3 separate regions of the Mus musculus genome follow, and regions 1 and 3 are each linked to region 2. Evidence: chromatin contacts called from public Hi-C and HiChIP or PLAC-seq data. All regions are on one chromosome and are shown on one strand. The core of a region is the stretch at or near the end of the contact, and the rest is flanking DNA. Distances in the headings are between cores, read along the strand shown.

Evidence for each region. A called contact is a pair of places that touch in the nucleus more often than the background predicts. HiChIP or PLAC-seq counts read pairs in DNA pulled down with a chosen protein or histone mark.
Region 1: a contact with region 2 is called in a Hi-C map of embryonic fibroblasts, with 4 times the contacts expected there. The contact joins the enhancer-like site here to the promoter of Lhfpl2 in region 2. A contact is called at or near these places in 9 of 39 promoter capture datasets (3T3-L1-derived adipocytes, the HPC-7 cell line, embryonic stem cells and 6 more), 1 of 15 datasets of contacts at CTCF or cohesin (the NIH/3T3 cell line), 18 of 484 Hi-C or Micro-C datasets (the C2C12 cell line, CD8 T cells, LSK cells and 11 more), 11 of 115 datasets of contacts at active chromatin or transcription factors (astrocytes, bone marrow-derived macrophages, embryonic stem cells and 4 more) and 3 of 9 other capture datasets (adipose tissue, embryonic stem cells and liver).
Region 3: a contact with region 2 is called in an H3K4me3 HiChIP or PLAC-seq map of embryonic stem cells, with 22 read pairs. The contact joins the enhancer-like site here to the promoter of Lhfpl2 in region 2. A contact is called at or near these places in 11 of 39 promoter capture datasets (the 3T3-L1 cell line, 3T3-L1-derived adipocytes, cranial neural crest and 6 more), 1 of 15 datasets of contacts at CTCF or cohesin (the NIH/3T3 cell line), 13 of 484 Hi-C or Micro-C datasets (bone marrow-derived macrophages, cerebral cortex, cumulus cells and 9 more), 10 of 115 datasets of contacts at active chromatin or transcription factors (astrocytes, bone marrow-derived macrophages, embryonic forebrain and 4 more) and 3 of 9 other capture datasets (adipose tissue, liver and pancreatic islet).

Annotation. Positions count from the first base shown.
Region 1 is chr13:93,973,969-93,977,131 of GRCm38.p6, reverse strand. No RefSeq gene overlaps it. Among named protein-coding and RNA genes, the nearest start is that of Lhfpl2, 82 kb to the left of the region's middle. Within about 2 kb of position 1,256, at least 29 of the 459 cell types and tissues checked have an H3K27ac peak or open chromatin away from gene starts, as enhancers often do. A contact at or near this core is called in the C2C12 cell line, the NIH/3T3 cell line, adipose tissue and 3 more, where this site is marked.
Region 2 is chr13:94,056,023-94,059,264 of GRCm38.p6, reverse strand. It overlaps Lhfpl2 (lipoma HMGIC fusion partner-like 2), which reads right to left and starts at 1,469. Exons shown (of 4, transcript NM_172589.2): 1 at 1,359-1,469.
Region 3 is chr13:93,951,528-93,954,950 of GRCm38.p6, reverse strand. No RefSeq gene overlaps it. Among named protein-coding and RNA genes, the nearest start is that of Lhfpl2, 100 kb to the left of the region's middle. Within about 2 kb of position 2,085, at least 12 of the 459 cell types and tissues checked have an H3K27ac peak or open chromatin away from gene starts, as enhancers often do. A contact at or near this core is called in granulosa cells, where this site is marked.

The sequences.
Region 1 (3,163 bases), core at 7-2,506, 82 kb after region 2:
ATTTCTGCTTGCTTAATACATATTGTTGAGTATTGCCAAGATTAAAAATAAGAGGGATGGACAGGATGTGGTCAGTCGTAGAAAGTGACTAACCGTACGTTCTTTTTTTTTTTTTTGGTTTTTCGAGACAGGGTTTCTCTGTATAGCCCTGGCTGTCCTGGAACTCACTTTGTAGACCAGGCTGGCCTCGAACTCAAGAGATCCACCTGCCTCTGCCTCCCGAGTGCTGGGATTAAAGGCGTGCGCCACCACGCCCGGCTAACCGTACGTTCTTAATGGCTGAAGCAGACACATCTTTCCAAGAGGCGTATCCCTGAGAAATTTTCACCATTATGTTTAATATATAACAAAAAAATCTGTTTATTTTCATTAGTATGCATATGACCGTTTGTCTGCATGTGTGTACGTGTATACATCTGCATGCTCATGACCCTGAAGGCCAGAAAAGGGTGTCAAATCCCTGGCTGGAGTTATGGATGTGAGCTGCCATGTGGGTGCTGAGAACTGAACCTGGGTTCTGCAAGGGTAGCCGCAGTGCTCTTCACTGCAGATCGGTCTCACCCACCTTGACTCCCTTCTGTGTGATGATAAGAGTTGGTGAGACCACTTGTGCTGGCAACTCTGTCTGAACGATTTCTATCATTGAGCTTAACAGTCACAAGAAATTACAATCTGTTTACATACTTTTGTGACAAAGAATGACAAAGTGATTTAGAAATAAAAAAGGTGTTCCGGCGCTTGGATTTATTACACCAGACGTAATAAATATTCCTGTGGGGAAAGGGGATGGGTTCTACATTCAACATGTGTAAAGTTGCCTAGTACTGGAGAGTAGCTTGTTGGTGCAGTATAAAGTGGGTAATAGCAGATATAGAATGGCTACTTGAGTACATTTTTAATGATGTAAGAAGATCAGTAAAAGGATGTGAGGAGCTTTAAACATGTCTACTTATAACATGCTGGAAAATATACATTTTGTTGAAGTAACTTTTTATAGCTACAAAGAGAAAGGGCTGATTTTCAGTTCTTTGGAAGACAGGACAACTAGGTAATTTGAACTATTGCCCTCAGGAACAGCTGACCAGAAATCTTAGCAGGTGAAAACCTCATCCATCAAGAGATGAGCAATTTATCAATGACAGGGAGAAACAGAAAGCAGTAAGCCCTGGTCTGCCTTCTCGGTCTAGGTAGGGAGGTCCAATCTAGGCAGGCTGCCTGGAGGGAGTGAGTCACAATAGACCTTGGCAGAAGCAGTGCACCAATAAAGAACGCAGCCTAGCCTCTCAGGAATGCAAGACAAACCCCATGCCATGAAATACTCCCTGCCACATCCTCTGGGGTTGCACAGCCTTCTGACATCTCCCTCTGCCTTCCCACCTCGAATCCCTGCAAATCTCCCGCTTTCAAACGCCCCTCTGACTGTCTCTTGACAACTTGCCTAGTCCCTGCTGTCTGAGATGTCAGTGAGTACTGCTCAGGTTTGGTGCAGGAGCATGCCACTGTATAAAGGTTCCTTTGCCCTGACAGCTTGGAACCTTTTCTTTTTTTCGTGTGCTATACCTGCTTCCTAGCTTGGTGGAGACACATTCAGCCCCAGGTGGGCTTACCCTAAAACCTGTGTTCTCAATTAGCACATGTTAAAGCCAAAGGGTTGTCATTAGTAGTTACACCTGGCCAACCAGGGAAACCAGGACTTCCCTGGTCATCCAAGCTACGGGCTTCCTATTAAGAAGGAAGGAAGAAGAAAACAGCTCAAAATATTAGATTTATGGGAAGGGCCATGCCAGAGCAGCAATTAAACCCGTGAGATCTGGGCCCAGTTGGTAGAATGCTTGCCTTGCATGCATGAAGCCCTGAGTGTCATTAATCCCCGGTACTGCATAAACAAAGGACAGTGATTCACATCTATAATCCCTGTACTTGAAGATAGTGTGACAAGATAGCCAGAAGTTCCATGTTCTCCTCAGCTTCATAGTGAGTTCCAGGCTGTCCTGGGATACATGAGACCATGTTTCCAAACACCACCAGCCCTGGGAGACCTGGACTAGAAATGGCCCTTGTCACCATTGACCTGTATGAGAGGGATGCACACTGAGAATGGATGGCTGTTGTGTTGATACTATGGCAGCACCAGACACCACTGGGGGTAGAAGAACAGCTAGCGACCTACTGTGATTAGGGAGTACAGAAAACTCCAGGTGGATAGATGGGCTTGGTGGGGACATAATACATTGCCTCTTTTCTAAGTAACCTGAGAACACAGGTCACAGGACAGGTCCGTTTGAAGTTGGGACCAGGGATGGTATAGGAAAATGTCTAAGTAGACAGTATTGAACGAGGTTTGCTGAGATGAGGGATCCTTTGTGGGCCACCACTGCTAGGCCGGGTACTCAGTACTCAGTGTGGGACAGTCCCACGTGCATCTCCCTTTCAGCTTTCGCCAAGAACATATGGCATGATTTCCTGTGCTTCACCCAGTATGGAATGTCCTGTTGGCCGATTGTTTGTCTGGATTGTCTTTTTACTTTTGAGGTTACAATTACACTGTTTCCTCCACCCCTTTACTCTCTATAAGCCCTCCCATAAACCCTCTGTGCCTTGCTCTCTTTCAAATTTGTGGCCTCCTTTCTCATTGGTTGAAATCTCTTTTAAAGGATATCACAGGGTTAGGGATGCAACCTAGTGATAGATCATGTGCTTAGCACCAAAGAGGCCCCGGGTTCAATTCCCAGTGCAGGAAAAAAAGAAGGGGAGGGAGGGTGGATCATTACAGGACATAGGCAAAACCAGAGATAAAAAGGATAACTCTGCTCTTAACGCAGTTCTTGTGTAGACCAGGGTCTTCACACACATCATTTTACCCATGTCTGCACAGAGTCTGGCAAATGGACTGGTGGGCATGGTCCATTTCGCATAAACATCCCTGAACATCCTGACCAGGCTACTGAAGTCTGTACAGTTTATAAGAGACCAATCTGACAATTTCCCTCAGTTGCATGGGGAGAATTATAAGATTGTTCCAGTCACACATACCAGGAAAATATTCCATTCCAAGATTGACTTAGAACCTTTACCAAACTCTCCAGTATTCCTGTCTCTAGAATCCCAATTCCATACACTTTACCAGCTTCTTCTCCCATTCCTTCCTGTTATAGATACTAGC
Region 2 (3,242 bases), core at 220-2,719:
TTGTTCAACCTTGCTTGCAGCCAAATCTCTAAGCCCATGCCTCTGTTGTTAGCAGGTGCTGTCAATTCTGAGTTGCGCACATGGATAAACGGTATGCTTATTTTTCCCCCATAAGGCACTGCTTTGCTCTCATCTACAAAGATCCTTTTTTTCCTTCAGACAAATGGCTGGTTCATGTATCATGACTCAAATTATATTCACAAATGTTCATTTGCAGTGTAATCACTCTTCCTAACTAGACTGGTTCAAGACAAATGAGCAGCCCCCTTTCCCACCCTCTTCTCTTTAAGCTTACAGTGCTCCACCTCCCGCTATAAAATGCTGTCACAGACCACAGGCCACACTGCTCTGTATGACCTACTGCAGGTCACTCTATTTTTTTTTAATGACATCGTCTGGTATTGCTTTAAACCTTTCAAATATTTCATCAGAATCAGATGTTCCAACACAGGCTAGCCCTATTAGCCTGATTGCAGAGAGAGATGTTCATCTTCCCTGTCTTTAAAATATTTAACCATCGCATGCGTGTTCTCTATCTCTTAATTTGAAAGGGAGTTTTTAAAAAAAATGATTAGAAGAGCATCAGAAAGAGCAAGATAAATTATTCCTTATCCCATCCTCTCTTTGAGCTGGACAGGAAGAGTGTTCAGAGAATTAAAGTCCCTTCGAAGGAACTCTGACTTAGCCCCCCACACCTTGCCGCCCTGTGGCTCCAACACACACTCGCCGGCAGTGGTTCCACTTTTCCATATAGGTCACCAGCTGTAATCTACAAGCACAAAAACAATCATGGCACAGAGTACAGGAAACTGCCCGGGCAGGAGTGAGGTAGGGTGCGAGGATGAGAGTCTTTTGCCCTTACTTCCATACAAACTCCCGAACCTCCTGAATTAACAGAAAAGTTGAGCCGACTTGAAGAAACTCTTTTTGCTTTTCTCAGTTCAGAGAGCACGCGACCGCGAATAGACTGAGAGAGAAGTGCGGCCGGGTGGGGGTAGGGACTGCATTCAAACCCATCTCTCTGAGTCCTTCATCCACCCCAGATGTGGTGTTCCCCAACTCCCCGCCCACCTCCTCGCCAGCCCTCACCCCTCTGCACTGGCCACAAAAAATGCAGCCCAGGTCTGAGATGCAGCTGAGGTCTGTGGCCGGTGAGACCCACGCGGTACGGACCGGGGCTGGAGGGGACCACTACAGCTCCCCGGGAAAAAGCGCTTCCAGGCTCAACTTCTTCCACGTCTGCGGCGGGCCGGCGCTGCAGCGGATCCTTCCTGCCCCGGCACCCGCCGCCCGTCCCTCCGCGCCCCCGTGCACTGTCGGGGACCGGCCCCCTCCCGGGCTCCCCGCGCAGCACCTACCTGGCCGGGGCAGCCGGCTCCTAACGCCCCGCTCTGGCCCGGGCGCGTGCAGCCTTCCCCAGCCGGGCTCTCTGTGCCGCCTCCTCGCTGCAGCCTCGATCTGGCCCCGGCGGACCCGCAGGGGCGAGGGCGGGAGCAGACGAGGGTCGGCGGCGCCGGGGCGGAGGCCGAGGGGCGGGCGCAGCGGGAGGAGGCGGCCGAACCTCGCAGCCCAGGCCGGCCGCTGCCACTCAGCATCCCCGCCTCCGGCCGCCGCTCGGGGAGGGGTCGGCGAAGCCCGGCCTCCGGGGGGGAGGGTCCTACAGGGCCCGGGAGAGTGTGGGCGACGCGCGCGATCCCTGAGAAGGGGTCCCGGAGCCCTGCGGGGTTCTCTCCTCACGCTGTCCCAGTGCCTATCGTGGACCAGAGCCGGCGGGGCGGGCGGGAAGAAAGTCGGTCCGTGGCCCAGGAAAACCGCAGGGTGGAGAGTGGTCTGCGGTGCTTTTAAAGCAGAGGCTGGAGGCACAAGTTTACAGGTCCTGATTTCTACTTCGGGAAACTGCAAACTTTCACAGAGCTTGGATGCTTGGGTCCAGACACATCCCCCAGGCACTGAAGATACACTTTCCAATAGATACCACAGATATCAAAGGCGGTTTAGCCAGCGGGAAAGGGATCCAGAGAGGAGACCCACCAACTCCTCTCACCACCGCCCCCAGGGCCAGAGCAAAGGACAGAGTCAAATAGCCAGGGGCTGAATTGTCTGAATTCATTGTGTTAGGACAGAACCCAGCTAAGATCACCTTCCTTTGTCTCCAACCCCCACCCCCTGTCAAATTTGCTTCAGCCTCCAAACTCTCAGACACTTGTCTATCCACCGAAGCACACCCACCCCCCCCACCCCTCCCTCCCGGCCTTCCCTAGCAGCTTGCATGTGCTCTTTGCTCTTGAAGTCTTTGCACTTGACCCACTATTTCCAAATCCATTTGGGTTTGTCAGTTTCAATGGCCCCCTCCTGCTTTTGAAACCCGTGGGCACGGCACCTATCTGCACGGCCTTACAAGCTTAATGGCTCTAGAACACCACTTCCTGGGTGAGAGGGTATCTGAGGCATTTTGCCAGGAAAATTAAAAAAACAAAACAAATTCTTGATTTCTTTGCAACTCCACTATTGAAAACCATATCCCACAGCAGGATTGTAGATAGCATAAGTCATCCGCAACTGCTGGTCTGTGGAGAAAACATACAAATTAAATCGGTTGGGATTCTTCACATGCAAAGGGTACCTATCACCAATTAACAATAGCTGCAAACACAAATGCATCACCATGCTGGTCCTCATCCAGATGGGGTCCTAGAAGGACCCATGCCTGTATCCACGCTGAAGCTGCTGATGCTGTTCCCAGGACTCTCCCACGGTTGAATCCTACTGGGAAAAAAAAAAAAAAAAAAGCTTTCCCGAAACACATTCTACAAGAGTGTTAAGTGCTCTCTCTATTTGGCAAAATCACGTGCTAGAAATTACAAGAGGGCTTATGAGGTTAAGAATAAACTTAAAAATCTACATAGCATTGCAATCGGAGAATTAAAAACAGCAACCATTCAAAAGAACATACTAACAGAGTTTATAAACTGTACTAAATTCCTAATAAATATTACAGTGAATACAAGACTTTACCTTTATAAAAAGATGGAGGTAATTATGGGAGAATTGTTTGAGATCAATGAATTGAGAAGAAAGCCAAAACAAATTTTAGAAACAGAAACCTTTGCCTTGTACCCTCTTCCTATGAACTCTCCTGGGTTATAGCTCACGACTGAACCAATCAAAGAACACAGAACAGATATGCACCATTATGTGTATACACAATGCCTTCCAATCTCACCCTGATTAGGCGGCTGTTG
Region 3 (3,423 bases), core at 836-3,335, 100 kb after region 2:
GCTAGGCCCTGGCATAGTCTCACAAGAGACAGCTATATCTGGGTCCTTTCAGCAAAATCTTGCTAGTGTATGCAATGCTGTCAGCATTTGGAAGCTGATTATGGGATGGATCCCTGCATATGGCAATCACTAGATGGTCCATCCTTTCGTCACAGCTCCAAATTTTGTCTCTGTAACTCCTTCCATGGGTGTTTTGTTCCCATTTCTAAGAAGGGGCAAAGTGTCCACACTTTGGTCTTCGTTCTTCTTGAATTTCATGCGTTTAGCAAATTGTATCTTATATTTTGGGTATCCTAAGTTTCTGGGCTAATATCCACTTATCAGTGAGTACATATTGTGCGAGTTCCTTTGTGATTGGGTTACCTCACTCAGGATGATGCCCTCCAGGTCCATCCATTTGCCTAGGAATTTCATAAATTCATTTTTTTAATAGCTGAGTAGTACTCCATGTGTAAATGTACCACATTTTCTGTATCCATTCCTCTGTTGAGGGGCATCTGGGTTCTTTCCAGCTTCTGGCTATTATAAATAAGGCTGCTATGAACATAGTGGAGCATGTGTCCTACTTACCGGTTGGGACATCTTCTGGATATATGCCCAGGAGAGGTATTGTGGGATCCTCCGGTAGTACTATGTCCAATTTTCTAAGGAATCGCCAGACTGATTTCCAGAGTGGTTGTACAAGCTTGCAATCCCACCAACAATGGAGGAGTGTTCCTCTTTCTCCACATCCTAGCCAGCATCTGCTGTCACCTGAATTTTTGATCTTAGCCATTCTGACTGGAGTGAAGTGGAATCTCAGGGTTGTTTTGATTTGCATTTCCCTGATGATTAAGGATGTTGAACAATTTTTCAGGTGCTTCTCAGCCATTCGGTATTCCTCAGGTGAGAATTCTTTGTTCAGCTCTGAGCCCCAAACTTTCTCCCTTTTATATCATGAACAGATAAACCCATAGAGACCCTTTGGTTTATGTTAACGGTACTAACTTTTTTACTCTGGAAAGTCCAGAAAACTACCATGACCAAGCAACCATGAGATCGTCCATACAGGACCGGCAGAACAATAGCTTTTGGCTCCCATCCCAATTCCTTTGGGAGGTGAGTGACTATCTGACTATCAGACACGTAAAGAAATTTACAGTCAAGAGTTGTCATCATAAGTCATGAGAGTTGATCCCTGTTAAGTTAGGGAATTGTTCTTGGATCTGTCTGGGAGCTGGCACCATGTACCTCTAATATAGACCTGGATTTGGTCAGCATCATTTTTGGCAACAGATCTGTGAATGATTGATAATTGAACATTGGTCAGCCAAATTGAAGCTGGCAATTGCTAATGGGCAGAGAGATTGCTAAGAGAGAAAAGAACTAATTGATGTTTGAATTCCCACAAGGCATCCAACTATGGTTTTGCCTCTTTTTGGTATAACAAAAGACTGGCGCTTGAGTAAATCATAAGGAACAGAAGTTTATGCTTTTAGAGGGTAGAAGTCTAAGATTCAGGCAGGCGGGTCAGAGTCTGGTGAAGGCTGGGTCCTTTTTGTCTCTTTGGGAGGGGACAAGTGTCTTCACATGGCTGAGGTACAGAAGGACAAACAGTCCTAAGTTCTTCCCTCAGCTCTTTGACAAGGCATTCATGTGACACATGAGGCTAGCCCTGGAAGCACAGAACCTCCTAAAGTCCTGGCTCTTAATTCATTGCATTTTTGGGGGGATATGAGCATCCCAGTCGTGTAAAGAATACGGACTCAGGGGCTGACTTGGGCTAATGGCTGGGGGACAATCTGCTACCCCGAGTCCCAATCACCCCTTATCCTGCCTTATCCTGCCTCCCACCTTCAGAGACCCCTGAAATCCAAATACCAAATGGGGAGGATGGGGGAGATTCACCTCCCCCATTCACTTCTGCATTATCCCTATCCAGGCCCACACGTTTGTACCTCTCCATAGTCTCCTGCCTAGAAAGCATGATGCCGATTAGTCAATCCTTCCTGTATGAATCCCCAAGTGTTGGGCTCTTTGGTTGATCTGCGTGAGGGCATCTTTGTTATCAAGAGGCGATAAGCTGAGCTGGTTCCCTTTCTCAGCGTCCAGCCCAGAGCTTGCTCTCCCGTAGTCCTCCCGCTTCTCACCCCTCCTTAGTGAGCAAGTGAGCTTCCTTCAGCTCATCTCTTCAGAATGCTCTTGTGTGTCCACTTTGAAGCTGCAGCAGACACCTGAGACAACAGGGTGAGTGTTCCAGTCCACTTCCAGTTGGTTGTTGCTGCCACCTAGCCTTTTTCTTATCCTTCCTTGGATCTGCCTTCAGTCTGGCACGCTTTACCCCGCCATCCAAGGCCATCTGAAATGCTAGTGAATCACAGGGAAACTTCCTCTTCAAACAGAGCTATGAATCATAAAAAAATAATTTTTATCTACTTTATAAAGTGGGTGTGAGATGCACAATGGTATATTCATTCTTAGCCTTGAAAATGAGCCCATATTTGGGGTATTAGCTGTTTGATGCTATTGTGTGATACGCAGTATGTCTTCCTTCATTTTACATTCAAAGACTGGAAGATAAAGAGAAATATTTCTGCCAAAAAATATCCAAGTGTTTTATGAGTTTCCTGAGAGCCTTTCTTCTACCTTTGATATTCATATTGCCTTCCTTTGAAGAGCGCGTTGTGTCCTCTGTCAGTTCACTCTCCTTTGCAGGTGACTGCTCCAGTTTCTACCAGATTCTTCTGAGTGAAAGACAGACAGACAGACAGATAGACAGAGAAAGAGGGAGAGGGAGAGAGAACAGCTCTTGAACTTCACTGCCTGCCTCATCCAAGTACCTGTGTTCTGCATTATGTTTCTGTATTACTTACAGCGTTGGAAAATCAGCAGGACCAGAGGGGAGATGAGGTGGTGCCTGGGGAAGAACTGGTCTAATAAGGGCAGAGTATGTGTGTAGGCATATCTTGTTTAAAATGGGGGTGGGGAGGAGTTCCCCAGTCAACATTAAGTTATGATAACTTTTACTTTCCCAAGCACTCTTTGGAGCTTAGATGTCAACCACTGGAAAAGGCAGGTTTGCTATCCCAAAGAAAGGAGATAAGCCTTCCATGTGTAGCTTGTCCCGGGCAAGATGGAGATAAGGACTGAAGGGAGCCAGCAGGGAGTTCACAGGAGCTCAGCAGAGGGGAGTGTGTTCAATCACAGAGCCAGGAAAACCTTAGAAGGCTCGACCGGAGAGCCCAAGGGGAACTTACTGACACTGGTTTGACCTGGGACCATCTGAGCCAGGCTCAGTCCTGTGATAAGATAGTGATTTAGCCCCGAGTCTTCAAGGAACAACACCCACAACAATAGCAAGAGGCAGATAAGAGAGAAAAGCACAGCAAATCGCTTTAAATGCAGTTTCTCGGGGTCTTCAGAAACAAGACCCCAAGGCTCACA